Linked DNA regions of Mus musculus: region 1 is linked to region 2. The links are chromatin contacts, called in public Hi-C maps. All regions are on one chromosome and are shown on one strand. The core of a region is the stretch at or near the end of the contact, and the rest is flanking DNA. Distances in the headings are between cores, read along the strand shown. Region 1 overlaps Gm36865 (a long non-coding RNA gene). Region 2 has its middle 140 kb from the start of Gm39035.

Region 1 (4,032 bases), core at 1,027-3,526, 310 kb after region 2:
TGAGTGCTTGCCCACTGTGTGAGGTGCTGGTTTTGAAAGAACTCAGTGGGGAAACCCCCACTCAGCTCCCGATTCGGCGTGCACCCAAGAATCGCGAATAGAACACAACACCTTGATGTAACAACAAGAGGTTTTTTAATGGCGGAGCTCCGGGTCGAAACGTATCTCACACAACAGGAGACAGTGGATTCGACCACGAGGCTTGGAAGCTAGGGGGTTTTATAGAAAAGGAGTGGGGCTGGGGGAGGAATTGGCGCGGTTTCACATGATTGGTCCATTTAAACATCAGCAGCCTGTAACATTTAACTTAGGTCAGAGGGGTGGGAGCTAGGGAGGCGATGGGCTTGCCCGGGCATGTCCTGGTCTGTTCTGCTATGTTCTCAGCCCCAGGTTTCAAAGCTCAGAAACAACTCTTTGGGCTATTTAACATACATTACATGAATTACAGTTTTATTTCCTTTCAGTTTCAATGCCCATGTGTACACAGAGACACTTAGAACTGGGAGTGGGGGTGGCACAGCAGGAAGTTTAGTGAAGATGGTATAAGAAATTATTTTTATTTTTAAGGAATGAGAATAGCACTGAGCAAGAGATAGAGCCAAGTTCTCTTGTTCTCACACCATAAGGGTTGGCTCTCAAAGGCCCACCCCAGGAGGGCCAACTCTACCATGCTGCCCAGAAGATATGCAGGATGCTCCTCTGAGTGCTACCTCTCTTATTCTCACCCCTTTTCATTCTTGCAGTGGTGTGGGTATGGGATCAATGCCTCCTCCAGTCCCCGTTTCCTGCAGTATGTGAGAGAGCCAACTCTATCCCCTTGCCTGGGCAGCTTGGCAGAGCAGTACTGGAAAGCTGGCCCTGGTGACATGAGCACCAGAGGGTCAGCCCTGTCCCCTGCCGGCTGCCACAAGCAGGAGAGCTGTTCCTGTCCCTTGCCTGGGCTAATGAGGAGAACTGCCTCTGGTGAGGTAGGGTGAGGTAGGTGCAAGAGAGTTGATGGGCTGTACAACTGCTGAAGGGGTCAGTCCTGGAGAACTAAAGCTGCAGGATCCCCATGACACAGGGCAATACACACACACACACACACACACACACACACACACACACACACACACAGAGAGAGAGAGAGAGAGAGAGAGAGAGAGAGAGAGAGAGAGAGAGAGATTGGCACTTTATAATTTGCCCTCTAGGCACAATTGCTGGCTGTTACTATATCCTAACTGGAAAAGCATGCCCTTAGCAATTTATTATCTCTGTCTCTCCACTTGCCCTAAACTTCAGTGGCTAATCCTGCCTAGACCCTGCAAAACATCCTTGGCCACCCGCCTGTAGCAGAAGCCACAGGACGGAGCTCCCCCCTGAGACACATGGCTTCTGTGTTCTTCCTCCAAAGCACAGCTGAAAGCGCCTCTCTTCTTTCTTGCTCCTTTTTTCCTCCTAGGACCCAGAAGTCCCATCTGTACCTTCCACCCACCAATTAGCTCCCTGCTTTCTTGACTGACAAATCAAGAGCCAATTGGGGAACAAGACCTTCGCATCAGAACTACTCCCCCTTCACCAGTGAAGATTCAGTATTGATAATGCAGCAGATAGCAGAGGTCTCAAACCAGATCAATGACTCATTGCAATGTATATTATCAGGTAAAGCAACCGAACAAGAGGGTATACTGTGGGACACACCATGATACACCACACAGTTTCACAGCAAGATGAGTTTTTAAAAGTTTTTTTATTTTTCTCTCTCTCTCTCTTTTTTTTTTTTTGTTTGTTTTTATTTTTGTCTTCTTGGGGGTGGTTTCAAGGGCAGAGGGAAGATATGGAGGGATTGAGAGATGAGTGGGGTTGAGATGAATGATGTGAAATTCACAAGAATTCAGTAAATAGTTAAAGAAGAAGAGGAAGAGGAAAAAGAGGAGGAGGCGGAGGAGGGAAAAGACATAGTGCTTAACCCTCCATCCCCATCTGCTCTTATTTGAGTCACTGGTGTCACCTTAAGTGCTCTGCATCTGTCTTGAAAAATTAGAATGAGGCTGTGAATTTTACAGCAAAGCTCTTAAAAGAGCATTTCCTCAGAGAAGGGAAATGACATGGAGCACTGCCCACTGACAGCCTCTTTGACCTCAGAAGTAGCACCTCAATTTCAGTAGTTGCCAAAACAAGAAACAAAAATCATAAAATCCAGATGGACCGGGTGGGAAAAGGTCAGCCCAGCACTGCCAGGAGCTGAGCTAGCAGTGCTTACCAACAGCCTGAGTTGCTGTTACCTCCTCCTCACAGCTGGGTCATCCACCCAAGTGACGTTCTCATCCCCACATGTGTTGATTCTCTGTTGCACGGTAGAGCTCACAATTTATCACACATGGAATTTCGTTCCAGGGGTCACCACACTCCCAGATCAGCTGCACTCTCGCTTCCAAGCAAATGAGGCATGACATAGCAAGTGTGTCCCCGTATGTTTCTCTTTCCCAAATGTGATAGTAAATCAATACCAGTCCCACGGGTTGCAGCGAACGTAAATGTGCTCAATCTGGGCCGGTATACTCCCAGCCTGAGGCCAACAATGGCTGAACAGCATTGAATGCTGAAAGACCGTTCTCTCTCTCTCTCTCTCTCTCTCTCTCTCTCACACACACACACACACACACACACACACACACACACACACACGAAAATGCTTACCCTTTTGAAAATGATATAAGCCCAGGAAGGACAAAGTGAAGCATCCACATTTATAGACCATTATTATACTTCATAGGTTTTCATGGGCCCTTGAGAAATATTTCTGAACAACCTGACCGTGCAATGACAATTCAAAGCAGGAAGCAAGGTGAAAATGTGTGAGGCAAATACAACTGTACTGCATCCAAACAGGAATTCTCTGAGTCATGGACACTACCCACAACAGCGTCAGAAATGTCAATAGTACTAACAGCTTTTAGGGCTTATTCACGTAGCAAAGGCCATAATGCAGTATACTACAGCTACAACGAGGCCCAGGTTTTGCCTGCTTAGATTAACTGTAAGCTCTCAAGTGTGCCCTTCCTGAAAGAAGTCTTTTTGTCAGTGTCATCACTATGAATTGGATGTGCATATCTCTTTATAATGATGTTGACACTGTAGCTGTCAGTGTAATGGTATTTGGGAGTGCTGTATTGGGGAAATAATTGCCCTGAGAGCGGTTGTTAAGAAAAAGGCCCACTTTGTACTACATGAAAGAAAGTCCACACTAGTGCCTAGAAACACATCTGCCAGACAAAGAAGGATACCATTACCAAGGTCTTGAACATTTAGCATCCAGAAATAAACTGCCATTGTTTATAATATCCTGGCTATGATGCTTTTAAATAGTAGCCCAAGATAACTGATATAGTAGATAGCATTTGTCCAACCAAAATATAACAACTGAAACTGGTATCCACCAATAAACCACTCTAGCTTTACTCTGCAATGGCACTGTGCTTTGCACCCACTCGCGTCACCCTCAGTGTTCTCCTTCTTCCCTACCTCTGGTTGATTTTCAGGTGGTTCTTATTATTCCCTTCTCCCTCACTAAAATGCAGCTTCCATTTTCTCCTAAAGACTCTAGGCTGCAAAGCTTCTCCCTCTGCAAATCTATAAAAATGTTTAAAATGTGTATAAATGGAAGCCCACTGCTGCATCTGAAATCCCCTTTCATGTTTGCGCATAATGCCACATGTCCTATAATGCCTCAAAGAACAGTTTCCAATGATGATTTCTGGTCTCAATTCATTGTGTCATTACATTTTAATCTCTGGTAAGGATTCAGCCTCTGGAGGAGGGGGCTATAAGATGACAAAGGCCTGGGAACCTTGTGAGGCTCCCTCTGTGTGATGGCCCCCCCACACCTGTATCCCTGGGTAAGCAGCTAAGCCTTTATCAATTGCTTTTTCAGGTTCTTGCAGAATGTGCATAATCCCTTTGGAATGTTCTCAGCCTTACCCTCCTCACGACCTTGTAAGAAACCAGAGTATGTAAAGATGAAATGCTGGAAGTACTCAGAAAACCTGTTTC
Region 2 (3,661 bases), core at 419-2,918:
ATACAGTTACTCCTCTGTACTTACTTACAGGGAGTTGTTTCTTGGGGCTGAGCAGATACTTAGATCTGCAAACACTCAAGGTCCTTGTATTAAATGGTGTAGTATTTACACAGCACCAGTGAATATCTACCTGTACATGTCCTATCATCTTTTGGTGGTCTACAATGCCCAGTGAGATATAAATGCTACTGGACTGTAGAGTTTAGAGAAGAATGACAAGAAAAATGACTATGCATATTCATTTCAACTCTTTTTCTGACAGTTCTTTACCGAAAGGTAGTTGATTCTGTGGATGTTGATTCTGTGAATATGAAGGACAGCTATACATCATTTGATTTGATAGATACGTTATCAAAACCTAGTTATCTGCCCCAAGTATGTCCTATGGCCTGGCTTTACCATTGAATCAGTCATTTCCCAGAGCAGCTAAAAACTAAACAGCTTGAGAAGTTTCCTAATCCTTCCTGATTCTCTATTCTCCTGCCTGTTGGTTATGTTTTTAATATTGTATGACCCACAAGGTTAAAAGTTTTAATGAAATGGAAACAAACCAGAAGGAATCCATGGCTATGCTATCCATAACTATGTTATTTATGAATGTGCCTTCCAATGTCCCCAAGACCATGGGTCATATGAGTTTCTGGGTAAGCTCCTTAGAGGAGGCTAACATTTGCAAACCTTAGAACTTGGCTCTCACTCCATTAGATACTGAAATGTCTGGTGTGCTCCCCAATTCCTTAGATGGTACAAGCACAAGCTCAGTGCCATTGCTCTGGGCTTTGAGTCCTAGATATTTGCAAATTCGCAATCTTGTAACTGTTGTGTGATTGTTGCAGTCCTATAACTGGCTCCCTTACTCCTCCTCCTCCTCTTCCTCTTTGCTTCTGATAGGCTTTCGTTTGCACTTCTAAGCAGGTATACACTTGAATTAGCCTGGTCATTGGGAAAGAATATCTGCCAGACACACACTATATGATTCAAATGCTGTTATTGTTGAAGACATACATTTTTTCATCTTCAGCGAGTTTGACAGTCAACTCCAAACACATTTTTATTAATTGCAGTGTTTCAAAAAATATTCCAGATACTTTGAGAGCATGGAAATAACCGTTTTATGAAGGTTCCTCTTTTCTCTCTCAATAAAGTCTCCAAGGACAAGGCTACTCTTGCCTGGGAGTTTCAGTCTACAGAGCCTGCCTGATGCCCTCTCCTCAACCCACTCTGGTGTTGATCCTTCTTTGAAGCAACTATTATTGGCTTCCAATAGAGGCCTACAGATATGAAATCCCAAGGCTAGAATGTTTTTTCAAGGGAAATTTACAATTTTCCCTATAGACTAAACTTCATTCTGCCTTTGATATCAAGAGTTAGATCTTTCATTTTAGCTTCTACCTAGAGATTTTTATTGATTTGACACCACATGTAATTTGATATTTGCATGGGCTCAAGGTATGATTTATATATCTGGTATCCACATATGTTACACAGACAACAAAGGCACCAAAGCTGGATGTTTTCCAACTCTGGGACATTTGGGAAGGCACCGACTTCTCAGGGCCTCCCCTCCCTCATCTGTGATCCGGGCTCTCCTGGCCCCACAACACAGCTGTGAGAGCCAAATGAGCGAATAAGCATGAGTCACACATAGTGCAGCACAATGCCTGGCAGAGCATCCACTTCACAAATCAAATGGTAATTTATAAGACCTTAGGGAAATGTCCATGTGTCCATTGTCTGAATCATACTAACCACTTTAAATAACATTTTCTAATCTAACTAAAAGTGAGTAAGAAAAGCTTGACAAAATACGTTGCTCCGGAACTTTTCTTCTTCATTCTGGGAATTCATACAATTATGAAGAACTAATGATGAATAAGGACAGGTCACTCAAGATGCCTTTCCCCTTCCCTACTCCCCCCTCCCCATTCTTGAGATGAAACATCAAACCTTGGAGAGAGGATATAGTTCCATGACACATACAGAACTGCAGAGAGTAGAGAGGCCCTGCCTTTGAGTACCTGGCAATGTCTGTGGTCTAAATAAACCATCCTGCCTGACTTCAGGTTACCTCTGTGGTGTCACCCAACACATGGCTGGGGAGAGATACTAAGTGGTTATTGAGAGCTGGTGGGTGTGCATTCCAACACAACCGTGGCTCTTTCAGCATTATGCAACTGCGTAAGCTTTACTTTCTTGCGGCCTTACTTACAAGTAGAAAGCTTTTTCTATGTTAAAGGAATTCCTCCTCCTAAGAAAAGCAGCTGACCCAGCCCCAGCCCCAGTCACCCAGTGGTTGCCAAAGAAGACATCAGACCCTGGCATGGTCAGGACTTAGGATGCCACCATCTGACATTAAATAAAGACTGCTCTATCTGTACAAGTTTGTTTAAATTCTCCTTTTTGTCTCTTCCTACAAACTTAATTGTTATATATTCTTACAGTACAAAGTTAATCTCTAAAGCTTTATTTTCTTGCAGCGACATTAGGGAAATTTTGGTTAACACAGGAAAGGAAAAACTAGGTGTGAGGGTTAACCTGGCAGCACCACTAATTATCAGTCTATTTGAACATCTTCCACTGAAGGTATGTAGCTGCCTATACAGTTGTATGTGGTGGCCCTGTTACAGTTATCTGTTTGTCTTCATCACAAGACTCGTGCACAGCTCACGTCTACAACTCTGCAACAGGTTCTGTTCCAGTCTGGCTCATGTCTTCAATCTTTTGTAAAATACTTTGGTTCTCTTTTGAATTTCACATCATACACCCCAATCCCACTCATCTCCCCTCCCCTTGTATGTGCCCTCCACACTTTCAACATCTGCACTAACAGAGGGGGAAAAAAATCTCACCGTGGAAGCTGTAGTATGTCACACTATGTCCCATGCATATGATTTTGTCCACACTTCTGTCCACACTTCTTTGCTTTGTTCATGGAGTGAGTCATCTGCCTTCTGCTACTCCATCAGTAGTGGAACTTCCCTGGGACTCCTCTTGGAGAGCCTATTGTTGCCCTGTGTCATGGAGATCCTGTAGTTTGCTATCTAAAACACAGGCTCCTTCAAGCACTCCTACACAGCAGAGCAGGCCCTGGTTGTGGGCACTGAGGGTGATCATGCCCTGAGGGCATAAGTGTGGGAGAGTCAGCCCTGCCTCTTTTCTACTATGTGGTGGCATTGGCAGGGGAGAGATCCCCTCCCTTCACTTTTGCCTACCCCATTAGGGGTGGGTGGGAAAGTTGGCCCCAAGGTGGGGTCTCAAGAGCAGGAGCTGTTCCTGCCCCTCGCTTATTGTAGCATTCTGGAGATTGGGCCCTGCATTTCTCCTGGGCAGCACAGTAGAGCTAATCCTGAATGTATGAGTTTCAGTTGAGCCTGCCCAAATTCTTGTCTGCTGGGTGGTGGTGTGGATGAGGGAGAGATAGCCTCCAGCCATCCCTATCCTTCTCTATCTAAGGCAAGTAGAAGAGCTGGCCCCAGGGTCATGAGAGTGGGAGAACTGGCCATGTCCCTCACTGGCTGCAACACTTGGGAGAGCAAACCCTATACTTTGCCTGGCATGGTAGAGCTGGCCCTGATCGCAGGAGTTGCTGGTGAGCTGGCTCTGAAGGTGAGAGGGCAGGAGAACCAGAGGCTGACCAGCTCATATATCACTCAGGGCCAGA

What was found. A called contact is a pair of places that touch in the nucleus more often than the background predicts.
Region 1: a Hi-C map of muscle stem cells shows a contact between it and region 2, with 2.2 times the contacts expected there. The contact joins two enhancer-like sites.

What each region holds. Positions count from the first base shown.
Region 1 is chr7:72,749,350-72,753,381 of GRCm38.p6, forward strand. The region is part of intron 3 of Gm36865 (a long non-coding RNA gene); the gene reads right to left. Among named protein-coding and RNA genes, the nearest start is that of Gm36865, 75 kb to the right of the region's middle. Within about 2 kb of position 2,277, at least 29 of the 459 cell types and tissues checked have an H3K27ac peak or open chromatin away from gene starts, as enhancers often do. A contact at or near this core is called in muscle stem cells, where this site is marked.
Region 2 is chr7:72,440,548-72,444,208 of GRCm38.p6, forward strand. No RefSeq gene overlaps it. Among named protein-coding and RNA genes, the nearest start is that of Gm39035, 140 kb to the left of the region's middle. Within about 2 kb of position 1,669, at least 44 of the 459 cell types and tissues checked have an H3K27ac peak or open chromatin away from gene starts, as enhancers often do. A contact at or near this core is called in muscle stem cells, where this site is marked.